Linked DNA regions of Mus musculus: region 2 is linked to region 1. The links are chromatin contacts, called in public promoter capture Hi-C maps. All regions are on one chromosome and are shown on one strand. The core of a region is the stretch at or near the end of the contact, and the rest is flanking DNA. Distances in the headings are between cores, read along the strand shown.

Evidence for each region. Capture Hi-C pulls out chosen DNA fragments and counts their contacts.
Region 2: a promoter capture Hi-C map of adipose tissue shows a contact between it and region 1. The contact joins two enhancer-like sites. A contact is called at or near these places in 2 of 484 Hi-C or Micro-C datasets (the G1E-ER4 cell line and embryonic stem cells) and 3 of 9 other capture datasets (adipose tissue, liver and pancreatic islet).

The regions. Positions count from the first base shown.
Region 1 is chr4:109,120,018-109,127,694 of GRCm38.p6, reverse strand. The region is part of intron 4 of Osbpl9 (oxysterol binding protein-like 9); the gene reads left to right. Among named protein-coding and RNA genes, the nearest start is that of Gm52703, 9.3 kb to the left of the region's middle. Within about 2 kb of position 4,209, at least 47 of the 459 cell types and tissues checked have an H3K27ac peak or open chromatin away from gene starts, as enhancers often do. A contact at or near this core is called in adipose tissue, where this site is marked.
Region 2 is chr4:109,269,192-109,276,674 of GRCm38.p6, reverse strand. All of the region lies in intron 1 of Gm40225 (a long non-coding RNA gene), which reads left to right. Among named protein-coding and RNA genes, the nearest start is that of Eps15, 7.3 kb to the left of the region's middle. Within about 2 kb of position 4,649, at least 32 of the 459 cell types and tissues checked have an H3K27ac peak or open chromatin away from gene starts, as enhancers often do. A contact at or near this core is called in adipose tissue, where this site is marked.

The sequences.
Region 1 (7,677 bases), core at 2,960-5,459:
CCTCTGCCTCTGCTTCCATGCTGCCGGGATTAAAGGTGTATGCCACTGCATCTGACTTCAGTGTTAGTTACTTCATCTTTAAAATAGTTATAAAACATCAGCAAAGCAGCCATATCATCGTAATTCTACATCTCTCACCCGTGGGGCCTGTACACAGAGGAATGGTGTTCAACAAATACTGGTCACTCCTATTTTCCGTTCCAACTGTCGTTTCATCTAAAGCTTTCTTCATCTTTATTCTCTTCATTCTTTTTCTGGGTCACCCTGTTTCTTTGTATCGGCAAATTGTAATTAGAGCAGTCTGCAGATAGGAAGCACAATCTGAGCATTTAAATCCTGTGACTGAGTTTTCTACAGCAGCTGTTAACCTGCAGAGCGCTCTCACACATGCTCTCTCTCTCTCTCTCTCTCTCTCTCTCTCTCTCTCTCTCTCTCTCTCTCCCTCTCCCTCTCCCTCTCCCTCTCCCCCTCCCTCTCCCTCCCTCCCTCTCTCTCTCTCTCTCTCTCTCTCTCACACATACACACACACACACACACACACACACACACACACACACACACACACACACACACACATCTTTTCGACCGTCCTTTGTTAACTGTGCTCTGACATTTCCATGCACAGTTGCTCTGTCCCCACTGCTGTCAGCTCCCCCTCCCTGCAGGCTCCCTGCCTTACTCAGGGGTTTTATCTGCTGCTCTGTGACTCACTGTCCCCGGTGTAAATGTCTTTGTTGACTGCTAAGTTAGGAAGCTTTTTGGGAAGAGCCAGAGGCCACTGAACCCTTTAACTCCCTCCTCTCAGCCCGTGAGCAGCTATACAGGTATAAAAAGCAGTTTTACAAAACTTGAGTAAGTTCGGGCTCAAATTTTAGAAAAAAATTCTGCGTCCCCAAAGAATAGAATATGAGTTTTATGCTATAATATTACTTAGTGCAGGCAAGTATAAAGCAAAAGGTAAATGTCTCAGATTTAAACTTTTACAAAAACATTCAAAGGAACTTGCAAATTAAGTGCAAATATAACACAAAGCAACAGAATCTAAGATTCATTTTAGCTGAGCCCAGGGGCAAATGCCTATACTTCTAGCATTCAGGAGGTAAGGCAAGGATTGCTGCAAGTTGAGGGCCAACCTGGGCTAGTGAGTTCCAGCCAGCTAAGACTTCAGAGTGAAACCCTGTCTCAGAAAGAAAAATTAAAAATCTAGCAATTAATACAACCTGCTGAACCACTTTACAAGGCTATTTACAACGTAGAAGGCAGGCATGCTAACCACTGCAGTATGGAAGCCTGTACTGTCAGTGTGATTGACTGTTAGGGTGAAGGTTCTCTGTAAATCTGACCACATGTGCATTTCAGTGTAGAGTATGACTTCCTAATAGTAGAGTAGTCATCCCAATCACTTTTCTCTGTTGTAACTGCTGGGAGGCTTCTTTTCTATGTCACATGCCATGATGTCATTTGACCTTTGTGTGATATGTCATGATATGGCCAAGTATAAGTGCTGGCCTCATTGTAGGTAACAGCATGTCTTGGAAGCCTTGCTTTAATGTTGCTACTAAGCTGACTTGACAGCTTCATGGGGCTGGGAAGATGGCTCAGGGGTCAGAGCACTTCCTGTGCAAGTGTGAGGACCAGAGTTTGACTCCCCAGCACCCACATAAAGAAAATGCTGGACATAGCCCTGCACACCTGTAACTTCAGTGTCGTGGGGATGCTGAGATGGAAAAGTCCCCAGGATTGCTGTCTAACAACCAGTGCAGCCCAGCCCAGCCCAGCCCAGCCCAGCCCAGCCCAGCCCAGCCCAGCCCAGCCCAGCCCAGCCCAGTTCAGTTCAGTTCAGTTCAGTTCAGTTCAGTTCAGTTCAGTTCAGTTGAGTGAGCGATTGTCTTGAGAGACTAAGGTTTAGAATAATAGAACATACTCCTCAGCCTCCAAATGCATGTGAAAACATGGGTACATGTAACACACACACATGCACACATATATACACATGCAGTCATACACACAGTCACATACATACATACATACACATCACCTTTTAAATAAGTGATTATGCATCGTTGTAGAGACTGCTTTAGAGCTCAGTTTGAATTCTCAGGCAGCTGTTTAAGCATAGACCGTTACATTTTTTTTTAAAGTCTGTGCTACACATGAGTTGGTAATAAGATATTTATAGTCTAGAGAGTTGTCAGTGCGTAAAGGTATTTACCTTGCAAGTCTGGTGACCCAAGTTCAATACCCAGAACCCATATAAAGGTGAATGGAGAGAACCTAAGTCTACAAAGTTGGTCTTTGACCTCCACACATACACTACAACACAGCATCCCATAATGTATGCACACATGTGCATGTGTGCATATGCATACTCCCAATAATATTAAATAAATTTTAAAATATTTTTATATAGCAAATAGCTTTACAATAGCTGTGATTAAAAGGAACAAGAAATGGTGCTTTAACTGTTCTTAAATATACAGTTTGTGTGTACTGTACCTTAGGTTAAAAACAAAATAGAATTTCCTTGCTGCTGTTCAACAGTTTTGTAATTTACCCCAGTAAAGGATAGTTTTGTCAATTTGACACAATCTGGAATCACTTGGAAGGGAGTCTCAAAGAGGGATGGTCTTCTAGTGGCCTGGGCATGTTTTAGAAGAACTGTCTTAATTAAGTTAATGTGAAAACACTCAGCTCACCATGGACAGCAAGATTCCCTAGGTGCAGGAAGTCTTGGACTCTATATAAATGGAAAACTTATCAGGCTGAGCACAGCAAGGCAGCCAGAGAGTAGGTGTGTGTGTTTCTCCCTGCTCTTGACTGTGGCTGTGAGATGACGAGCTGTTTGAATTCAGTTCCTGCTTTGACTGCCCATGATGATAGACTGCGACCTGGAAATGAAAGCCAAAAGAAACCCATTTCCCCTGTGTTGCTTTCTGTCAGGGTATTTTATCACAGCAACAGAAATAAAATTAGAGTACCCTTTTTTGTGTTTATCTCAAACTCCTAGAAAGAAAGGAGACAACAGCTTTTATAAGAGCGAGGCTGAGTGAGTAAGGAAGGCTTGGTAGCTTGTACCCAGAAGTATCCTTTAACCTGTGAGTAAAAGGTCAGCATCAGCATACTAAGTGAGATGTGCTAGCAGTTTCTATCAAGACTGGGAAGCTTGGAGTCCATGGGAAGCCTTTTTAAAAATGAGACACTGAAGTATGATCGCTACGCAGCTGCCAGGCTTGTATGAGTAACACAGACTCAGTTTTTAGGAGACCGAGAAACTAGTCTTTTAGTAGTTTTCAGGCGCTTTGATTTTTATTCCTTGACTTTCATGATTATAGAAATCTTTCATTTAAAATTTGACTATATTTATTTATTTAGGGGGCATATTCTCTCTCTCTCTCTCACTCTCTCTCTCACTCTCTCTCTCTCTCTCTCTCTCTCTCTCTCTTTTCCTCCCTCCCTCCCTCCCTCCCTCCCTCCCTGCTGTGTGTGTGGTTTGTATAGGTTATAAGACAACTTGTAGGAATCAGTTCTCTCCTACTATGTGGGTTTTGGGATCAAACTTAGGTTGTCAGGCTTGGTATAGTGGGAACAAGCAAAAGAAACTTATTCTAAGTACTTACCATTTAATTTTCAGACTCCATTTGATTAGGAGGAAACTAAATTCAAGGTTTCAGGCCCTAAGGGAGCTGGATACTTCCCAATAACTGAACAACTTTCATTATAAGGAAACAGTTATCCAAATCCAGACATCTCAGAGACAGTTTATAAGGAAACAGTTGCCTGAGTCCAGACATCTCAAGGACAGTTTCTCCATCTTTCTGGCATAGTCAAACTAAGTTCATGTTTCCAGGCCTAGGGACCTACTCCTATCCTGATGGATGGAAACTTCCTTGATCAACCTCAAACTATGACTAGACAATGCTAGAACCCACCCTGCTCCCTATCGCTTTATGGTTTCATCCTCTATGCTGTGCAGTGTCCCTTAAGGTCACAGCTCAGCTCCCAAGTCTGTTCTGCAGCCCTGATCGATCAGTAGCGGCTTGATTACAATACATTTTTGCCATTTACATTTACCTGATGTTTGAGTTATGTTGGATGTAAGCGAACCCCACATTTGGTGCGTTGGCCAGGAATCCAATCACTCTACCCAGGCCCCTGGTTTGTTATCATCTGCATTGAGCAATTTCATTTTGAAGCTCAAAACCTCCAGAGGTGAGCCTGTTTTTTGTTTTCTGTTTGGCAGCTGTCTGGTTGGAATCTAAGAAAGGAGAAACTGCACACAGTATTGCTCCCAGGGTCATAGGAGGTCAGGGGACATACTGCTTCCTCTTTGGTTCCCACTGGAGGAACACCTGGTCTGGTTCTGGGTTCCCCTTTGGTGGGACATTTGGTTCTCTTCCCTCTTTTCCCCAACTCTATTGGTTGCCCTTGGCATGTCAGTCTGTCCATGTCTTTCAGTTTATGCCTGTAGTTTCATTTAATTGCCTAATTGTTGCTCTTGGCAGTATTACAGGTATGTGCCACCATGGCCAGCGAATATGAGACTATTTTGAGAACTTTTCTTGAGTGTTAAATTAATACAAGTACTTTTTGAGTACACAGTTGTTTTCTACAACTATGTCGTTTCCCTTGGCTTTGTTAGATCTATTTTTAGCACTATGTAGAAAAATGGGTGTGTTTAACTTTTTCCTTCAAGTGCCCCACCCCTACTCCCACGAAAAGGAAGTGCCTGCAGTACTGATGTGTCATGTCTTCCACAGGTAACATAGTGTGGGGAAGAAGCCACTTAGTCCGGCTTCCTCCAACTTCTCCTTGAGGCTCTCATCAGAGCCTTTGCTCTTTCTGAGGGAAATTTTTGGCTCTTAAGTTAGAATTTAGGATTCTCTAGGATTCATTTTTCTGGTAAGTTTTCTTGGTCTAGTTATAGCACGTCTGTTCTGAACTCTGAGAAGCAACTAAGAACAGATGGTTCGTTTTTACAGATAGCTAGAGGTTAGGTTCCTTTAACTGCCAGAATTTCATTTTCACTGTGTGTTTTAATAGAAATCTTGTGTGTGCTTTTCTGCCTTCCCTATATAAAGATGTTAAATCTTAAGTGGTGCATGTTCAACTCAGAACATACAAAGAGTATAGAGAAGTTATGTATTTAGTTGAGTATTTATTCAAATTCACTGTATTCTACATATTATAATAATTGCCAAGAGTCTGTCTGTGTATAAACTACCCATGGTCCTTGTCTTTATGGAGCCAGTCTACTATAAAGAAGAGAGCAGAAACCACAGTGGTAATTCGATTTCTAAAATCAACAGGCTCAGCAAGTCACAGCACTTGTCATGCAAGCCTTGTGGCCTGAGTTCAACCCCCAGAAACTGTAAATATAGAGGAAGAGAGCTAACCTCCCTCTCTCTCTCTCTCTCTCTCTCTCTCTCTCTCACACATACACACACACACATAAATAAAATGTGATAATGACATGAACAACACATGGCTTAAAAACTTAAACTCAGCCAGGTATGGTGGCACAAGCCTTTTAATCCCAGCACTCAGGAGACAGAGGCAGGTGGATCTCTGTGAGTTTAAGGCCAACCTGGTCTACAGAGTGACTTCCAGGACAGCCAGGGCTACACAGAGAAGCCTTGTTTCAAAACAACAACAACAACAACAAAACAAAAGAAAGAAAGAAAGAAAGAAAGAAAGAAAGAAAGAAAGAAAGAAAGAAAGGGAAAAAGAAAAAAATTAAACTTCTTAAAAATATATAAAATACTATAGTTTCCTCCTATACCGTTCTCTAGAAATAAACACATTTTTATTTCTAACCTTACTAATCCTGATATAATACACAGAGATTTTAAAAGTTATATAATATTTTAAATTTGAGAATTAAATAATAGAAAGTGATTTTATTTACCTGTGGCAAAGAGCTGAATGTTTCTTACTGAATTTAGTAATGTAGGTTTAAAAAATAAAATCTAGACGTTCTCTCAGAATAAAGTTAACTGACCAATGCAGAATCTTATCTATGAAAATTAGGGCAATAGTATCCATCAAAATATAATTAAAATTTGAAAAACTAGTCTCTTGTCCTCTTCTTCCCGTGTGTCCCCTAGACTGGCTCTTTTCACCTCCCTTCAGTGTGTTGAGGCTGTTAGAGCACAGTTTCTGGCCTTCCATCCCCGCAGGCATTTCTAAGCATCCGATGTTATGCCAGTCCCTTGTGAGGAGAGGCTGAGGGTTCAGTGGTGAGCAGGACTTGCACTATAATAGGCATCGTGGGCCCGTGCAGAGGCTGCTGATTCTAATTCCGAACAAAATATTTCTGTTTGACAGCGTGTTAACTACACTTTCCCTTGGTTGTAAGATAGGTATTGCTTCTCCCATATGCCAAGTGATATATGTGCTCCATCTGGCCTAAGTTCCTACATAGGAATTGACTAGCTGACATCAGTTTTCTGAAGACAGACAGGCAAAAACGTTTAGGCTTTATAGACCACTGCTGAAACCTGAGTTGTCCTACATCTGCTCTAGGCACTTGCCTGTGTTCAGGGTCAGTGCCAAGAGAACAATTGGTTTGGCGTAGAACACAACAAAGTATCCTATATTTTAGAGTGGTTTTCAGTTCCAAGCCAGAGAGGGGCAGACAGACAGACAGACAGACACACACACACACACACACAGAGAGAGAGAGAGAGAGAGAGAGAGAGAGAGATTGATTCAGTGATTTCCTGTTTTTTCATATCCCTGCCCCACACGTGCATGGCTTCCCCTATTATCAGTATTTCCTGCCAGGATGGTACATTTGTCCTCACTGATTTCTAGCGACACATTATTGCACAACACATAGGTTTTGTTTTGTTGAGTTTTTTTTTTTTTTCGATGCAGAGTCTCACATAGCAGGTGGGTCTCCATCTCACTATTTCGGCAAGGATGATCGTGCCTCTAGCTCCTAAGTGCTGGGTTTGCAGACATGTACCACCACTGCTAGCTGAAAAAAATGTTAAAGTTAGTTTATTCTTTATAATGCTTATGAATTTGGACAACTTTGTATCGTATGGTTTTACAGTATCATACATAGTATTTTTCCTACCTTAAAAATGTTCTGGGTGCCAGAGAGAGGATCCAGCAATTAAGAACACCTGGGTGATCTTCCAGAGGCCCCAGCTTGGGTTCCCAGCACCCATGAAGCAGCTTATGACTGACAGTAGCTCCAGTTCTAGGGACTCTGATGTCCTCTGGCCTCAATGGGCACCAGGCTTGCACATGATTTATGTGCACACGTGCAGATAAAATCCCACATACAATTTTTTAAAAAGATATTTGACATTCTACCTGTCTATCCTTCTCTTTTCATAGCCCTCACTGTTTATAGTCTCCAGAGTTTTGCTTTGCCCTAAAATGTTATAGGTAGTATTTGGAATTGTATTCTTTTGGGATAGTTATTTTTTAATTTATTTATTTTATGTATATGTGTACACTATCACTGTCTTCAGACACACCAGAAGAGGGCATCAGATCCCATTACAGATGGCTATGAGCCACCATGTGGTTGCTGGGAATTGAACTCAGGACCTCTGGAAGAGCAGCCAGTGCTCTTACCCGCTGAGCCACCTCTCCAGCCCCGGGATAGGCTTCTTAGTTAGGAGACTGTGCTTGTTTCCTCTTGATCTTTACGTGTGTATTGCT
Region 2 (7,483 bases), core at 3,400-5,899, 150 kb before region 1:
CTCATCACCCATTTGGGGTGTTGGGAGGGAGCCAAGAGGCATATACCTATCACTGGAGAAGCAAATACAGAAAGATCCTAGGGTTTGATTGATGTCCATGCAGCCCAGAGAAATTTGTGCACTCTAACTCAGTGAGAAACCTTCCTTAGAAATAAGGTGCACCTAGCCGGGCAGTGGTGGCACACACCTTTAATCCCAGCACTTGGGAGGCAGAAGCAGGTGGATTTCTGAGTTTGAGGCCAGCCTTGTCTACAGAGTGAGTTCCAGGACAGCTAGGGCTACACAGAGAAACCCTGTCTCAAAAAACCAAAATCAAAACAAAACAAAAACACCCTACATTGACATCTGTCCCCTAAAGCACAAGCATACTGGCACATAAGCAGTTTGGGTCTTCATTTAAGAGGGGTGGGGGGAGGCCTGAGGATATAGCTAAGCTAGTATACTTGCCTAGTGTGCACAAGGTCCCGGATTCAATCCAAAAGAGAAAAGGGGAGGAAAGGAAGGAGGGGAGGATGGCGGAGAGAGATAGAAGAGAAAGGAAGGAGCACCTAGGAGAGGAGAAGAGCCTTAAATTCACTGTGTAGGACTTGTTCCCAGTGCCTCAGGAGCACCAATAAGTTATAGTGGCTTCTCCACTCGTGAGTTCTGGGTTCCATTCATCGCATGTAGCCGGAGATGAGAGCAGACCTGTAGGGATAGCACTGAGGGGCCAAACTCCCAAGACCTACAACTTCTGAGACTGGGTTTGTTTTGTTTTTTTTTTAATGGCATACCGAAGACAATTTGAAAATGTGTGTCCCATATCTCACCAAAGGACTGGGTTGCATCCCAAATCTATTTTAGGAAGACAAAAATATAGCTAATGGAAGATATATTATAATCCCATTGTAACAGGAATGAACTGTATAGGTCAGACAAAAGAGATTTACTTGATTTTTTTTAGGGCAGCTTAATGTCTCTCAGCCTCTAAGTTTCAAATTCCTGGCATATACTTCTGATATAATAATAACTATTTGATACAGGTGGTATAAAACTTAGACAGCATACATAAATGGCCTTTGAAAGAGACCGGCCTGGACTCTGTGTATGTTCAGTAGCTCATATTTATGCAATGCCATTGTGGAAGGCCACCACTTACCTCCCTGCTCTTCAGTCAACCATCTAATTACTAAGTGAGTTTGTAGCTATAATAGTTACAAGAAGGGGGAGGGACTGTTTCAAACACTGTCATTAAAAGGTAGGTGTTCCCTAAGATACGAAGTTGTATCTGATGACTCTAATCTGAGTACTAAGGGCCAAAACCTGTTTTTACAACAACCTGGTAAGGATTGGTTTTACCTTACTTTACAGAAGAATACGTTTTTCAAAGGTCTTCTGATTCAGACCCAATTTTTACAATAGAGTGTATTCACATCCTGGAGAAATAGCCCCCAAGAAGGCTCCATGAACTGAAATTCTGAGCATAGAAAGCTGGAAGTGAGGTATGGGTTTGTGATTAGCCTAAATTTGGGATGAGCCTGAAGAGGAAATCTTAAATGGTAGACAACTTCCTTGTCAGTCTATTCTAACTTTCCCATTCCTGAACCTGTCCTTAAAGGAAATCTTTACTACTTCTGTTTCTTTGTTCCCCAGGCTTTGAAAGCAGTTGTCATATCAGCTTTTTATGAACATTACAACTGTTTGTGTGATGTCAGCATCTATAAAGCTGAGAAATGCAGAATGATTGAAACTATGAGGGGAGGCTGTGAAGAGCTCAGAGTATACAAAGAGCCAGTTTATGTGCACGCTTCTCTGTGAACAGCCTTCCACATAAATGGTGCTGTGCTTTAAAACAATGTTGTACTGCGATTGTAATGGTAATGTAGAGCTCGTGCTTCCAAACTGCTGGCTTCCTAAGTATAGATCATCATTGTTCAGATTTACCCAGGGCAAAAAGAGTGTGTGAGATTATACAATAATAACAATTGTGCTACTCAAATAACTGTCCCTGTACCAGGGTCTAAGCCATGAAAAGGACAAACAGTAAAAGACTGTTAAGTGCCACAGACATCCAGGATGCCATAAGACAATTCAAAATTGTTGTCACCAATACATCACAAATGGGATGTCCTGGGAACATCTGAATGTAAGGCCTTGGAAACCAGATCCATTCTTGGCTCTATAACTTCTTATTTTCATAACTTTAGACAAGTCTGTGAGTGATAACAAGCCATAGGCTGCCTCCTCTGCAAACCAAAAGTCATATACCTACTTGATCATGCTATTATGATGACTAAGGTTACATGTACAAGCCTGGTGCCTAGCATGCAGCAGACCCTGCATTTGTTAGTATTCATGTCTTTTCTTGCCTATTGGGGGATATCCAAGGTTTGAGTAACATGAACTAGAAAACAAAAATCATTTTTAAGGGTTTCAGTGGCTTTCCAAGGCCTACTTAATAACTTTTTTTCATAAATTTTTCATCCATTTGTAATGCTTATTGAATACTCTAGAGTAAGGGAAATTATTCAGTTGCTCCCAAAGTGACATTGGCTCTTAGTGAGAAAGCAACTGCAGTTTTATGCTTGCCCTATTTCCTGCCTTTCATTTCCCCCTCTTATGTAAGGTCCTAGAAACCACAAGAAATCAAAAAGAATACCCTGAGAAAGAAAATATTTGTACTCATGGCTGCAGATCCTTTCATCTACAGATTTCAAAGCTTTTTCTCCATAAGTAATTACTAGCCCTGTTCAACATGTGTGAATGCTGAGACACCATCAAATGAAGAAGTTGGCTTCAATCACAAGGCAAGTCAGAGGACAGGCTACAAACAGAACAAAGCTGTCTAGTTTTCCAGCTTTGTGCTCTAAAAGTAGGACACAGGAGAATCAACACAAGTATAAAGTGTTGAGGCCAAAAGTTTGAAGAGGGCTGGCGCTCAGTTGGCAGAGTGCTCGCTTAGCATGCATGAAGCTCTGGGTTGGATTACAAGAACTACATGAAACTGGGAATAGTGGTATATACCTATAATCACAACAATTGGGAGGTGGAGTTAGGAGGACCAGAAGTTCAAGTGCTCATCCTCACTGACATAGAGTTCAAAGTCAACCTAGGATACATATGACCCTATCTGACAGGGGGGGCGGGGGGAGGGAGGGGAGGGGGAAGGAGGGGAGGGGAAGAGAGAGGAGAGAAGAATAGAAGAGAAGAGAGGGTGGAAGGAAGGAAGGAAGGAAAATAAAGGTTTGAGAGTTTGAAGCATTCTGATTCAGTCAGCTCAGTCCCTTACTGTAAATCTATAATTAAATCACAAATAAGAGTATCCTTCTCAGGGTTGGAAGGGAAAACTCAGTGATTGGATTTCTGTGAGCCCAGTGTCAGGTGCTTTGCAAATGATGATAATGCTGGTTCATGTAGCTGGGGGAAAAATGAAGGCATCCTTCTTAAATACACATAATGAAAATAGATGACTCTTTCAGGCTAAGCTTTTTTAGAGCCATAATCACAGTGTGTCTTAGCTTAAGACTAAGACTGTATATTGAGTACCTCACACTATAACACAGATAGAGGGTGCTTTGTCCAGGATCCAGATTCATTTTTCCCTAGAATTCTATGCTTTCTCTCACAGCCTAAACCCAGTCTGTCAGCAAGCTCTGTTGGCTAACTCTCCAATATGTATCCAAAGTTTTAACTTTATTTTCTCCATCCATCCATTTCAGGTAACTCCTCCCTCTCTCCCTGACTACCTTCTTCTCTTGAACCACTACTGAAGCTCCTAAACTAACGGTCCCACCCCCACTTCTGTGCTCATGTTGTCCACACTGTGATATTCTAAAAACATAATTGTGATCTTATACTTTCCCCATTCAAAACCTACAGGGTAGAGGGAAGGGACTTGAGAGTTGGCTCAGCTGTTAAGAACATTTGCTGCTCTTCCAGACGACCGGGTTTGGTTCCTAGCACCCACACCAGGTGGCTCCTAATCACCTGTAACTTTGTTTCCAAAGAATCTAACACCCTCTTCATGCACCCTCCACAGTTGCATGTGGTATACTTAAACGTGCAGACAAAACATTCATACACATAAAATAAATCTTTAAAAAAAAACACTGGGGCTAGTTAAGAATACTGACTGCTCTTCTACAAGACCCAGGTTAGATCCTGATGATCCACAGAATCATGTTTAGCTCCAGTCTCAGGAGGATCTAACACCCTCTTCTGACCTCCAAAGACACTGTGTGCACATGATGAACAGATATTCCTGCAGGCAAAAAGACCCATTCACACACACACACACAAAAATTAATTAAAAAAAAAAAACAAGTGTGGGTATTAAAAAGTGCATAGCCCAATGCCCCACAAGCAAGGACTCTTCATCAACCTCTTAATCCATGACTTACCAGTCGGGCCAGGTCTTTGGAGGTAAAGGACATGTCTACAAAGTACAGAAGAGCTAATGTGTTCTGGCTATGTTGAGATTTTTTTTTCCAAGACAGGGTTTTTCTGTATAGTCCTGGCTGTCCTGGAACGCACTATTTAGACTTGGCTTTGAACTCATGGGGATCCACCTGCCTCTGCCTCCCGAGTGCTAGGGTTAAAGGTATGTGTGCCACCACAGCCCAGCTGCTGAGATTTTTAATAGAATGAAACATAGCATATTTGGGAGAGAAGAGGAACTAGCAGAGGATAAAAGAGGAACTAGAGCATAACACAGACAGATCAGGAATGAGCTGAGACAAGGCTAAAGAAATTGGGTCTCTAGCGAGTATCGGATAAGCAAAATTACCACTGGAAACATGAAGGATACCTACTGCCTTGTGTTGCTGGCATTTTCAAATCTAGTGCCTTTTAAAAGGCTGATTTATCTGTCTGTCTCTGTGAGTGGATGCACACTTGTATGTGCTGTGCACATAAGTTAGAAGGGTGTCCTCCTCTATCGTGGTCCACCTCGTCCATTGAGGCAAGGTCTCTCCTGAGCCTGGGGCTTGCACTCTCTAGGCGAGGACACCACGCACCATCATTCTAGCTTAAAAAATAAGTAGAGTACAACTGAGGAAGACACCTAAAATCACCTCTAGTCCACATGCACACACATACATATATCCACACATGTGTGAACACACACACAATTAGAATAAGCCAGTTCAACTGGACATAGTGGCACACATCTCATCTCAACACCTGGGAGAAAGAGACAGAGAGCTGAGGAGTTCAAGGTCATCCTCAGTGATATAGTGAGTTTTAGGCCAGGTAAAACCACATGAGACCCTGTCTCAAAAAAAAAAAAAAAAAAAGAAAAATCAAAATAAAGTCTGGCAGGTGTCATACACATCTGTGATTCTGGCAGTGGTGGGTGGAAGCAAGAGAGCCAGGAGTTCAGGGTCATCTCTGGCGACTCAGTTTTGTTTTGCTTATTTCAATTTTTTATTAGATATTTTCTTCATTTACATTTCAAATGCTATCCCAAAAGTCCCCTATACCCTCCCCACCCCCGCTCTCCTATCCACCCAATCCCACTTCTTGGCCCTGACATTCCCCTGTACTGGGGCATATAAAGTTTGCAAGACCAAAGGGGCCTCTCTTCCCAGTGATGGTCGACTAGGCCATCTTCTGCTACATATGCAGCTAGAGACACAAGCTCGGGGGGTGGGGGTACTGGTTAATTCATATTGTTGTTCCACCTATAGGGTTTCAGACCCCTTCAGCTCCTTGGGTACTTTTTCTAGCTCCTCCATTAGGGCCCCTGTGTTCCATCCCATAGATGACTGTGAGCATCCACTTCTGTGTTTGCCGGCCACTGGCATAGCCTCACACGCACGAGACAGCTATATCAGTGTCCTTTCAGCAAAATCTTGCTGGCATGTGCTGGCTACACAGTTAATAAGAGGCAAGCATGAGCTACACAAGGCTCTGCCTCAAATAAACCAACAAAATAAATGAGGGAATAAATGTAATATAGTATATAAATAGTAATGACATTAATAGTAACAGTCACATTCACAATAGATGCAAAAGTGACCTTTGACAATGTTCAATAAAAATCCCTGAAGAAAATCAGAATAGAAGTTCAGCATAATATAAGTATAGCAGACATATCTAGTCAAGCTGATACAAAATAGGGGCAGGAGGGACTGAAAGCACGCCATCTAAAACCAAGAACGAGACAGAGGTGCTTACAATCTTGACTCTTATTCCACAGAGCGCCTCATGTTAGTTAAAGCAGTGCCACAAAAGGAAGAAATGGGACACAAGCAAGGGAGGCAGGAATCAAAATATCCTATTTATAGACTACATGGTCTTATACCAAAAAGACACTAAGGTGTCATTTTTGCAATTAGATTTAATAGACACTTTAGCAAAGTAGCAGGATGAAAAATTAACATACAAATGTCCATGGCCAGTAAACGGCTCATTTGGTTAGGAGCCTATTGTGAAGTCTGACAATCTGACGTAAATCCCTGGACTCTGCGTTGTTGGAAGGAGAGAACCCATTTCCATAGTCTATCCCCTGTACCCTCTCACACACAAATGTTAAAATGTAATATCTTTTAATTAATTGGGCCAGAGTGTAGCTCAGTTGGTAGAGTGCTTGCCTATCATACACAAAGCCCTGGCTGGATTCCATCCCCAGCACTACATAAACTGTGTGCTAATTCCAGCACTCAGGAGGTGGAGGCAGGGGAATCAGAACTTTAAGGTCATCCTCAGTTGGAGGCCAGCACTGGATACATAAGATCCTGTGTCAAGAAAAAAATTAGTAGTAGCTGCCATGGTGTCATACACTGGTAGTCTCAGCATTTGGGAAGCCCAGATCATCTGAGCCCAGGAGCTTCAGACCTGTCTGAGTAAACAAGATTTCATTTGGAAGGAGCTCTTAAATGAAACAGGAATGATGAGTGCACACACCTATAGAGCCCTAGAAGTCAGATTGAGGAGCCTAGGGAGAGCCTTCCTCTTAAAAAAAAAAAAAAACAGAACTAGACTACAGGAAAATGATTTGAAGATTTAAATAGATATCCAAATGGCAAAAATATAAATAAAACCAGACATTAAATCAACATTATTAGTCATTAGGGAAGTACAAATCAAAACTTCAATGATATACTGCTTCATACCCATTAAACTAGCTATATATATATTTTTTAAATGGACAAAAACTCAGTATCTTCCTATAAAAATAATGGTCAACATTTTTTTATTAATCCAAATTTAGCAGAGTCATGAAAAAACTAGAACTCTCAGGTCAGTGAGATGACTCACTGGGGAATGCTTGCTATGAAGAGCTGACTTAAATCCCCTGAAGCCACTCACTGTGGAAGAAGAGTATCAACTCCTAGAAGATGTCTTCTGACCTCTACAGACACAGACACAGACACAGACACAGACACAGACACAGACACAGACACAGACACAGACACACACACACACACACACACACACACACCCCTGAATAAAACAGTTTCAAAAAGAGACTAGAACCCACACCTGTTGCTGGTAAAGATGT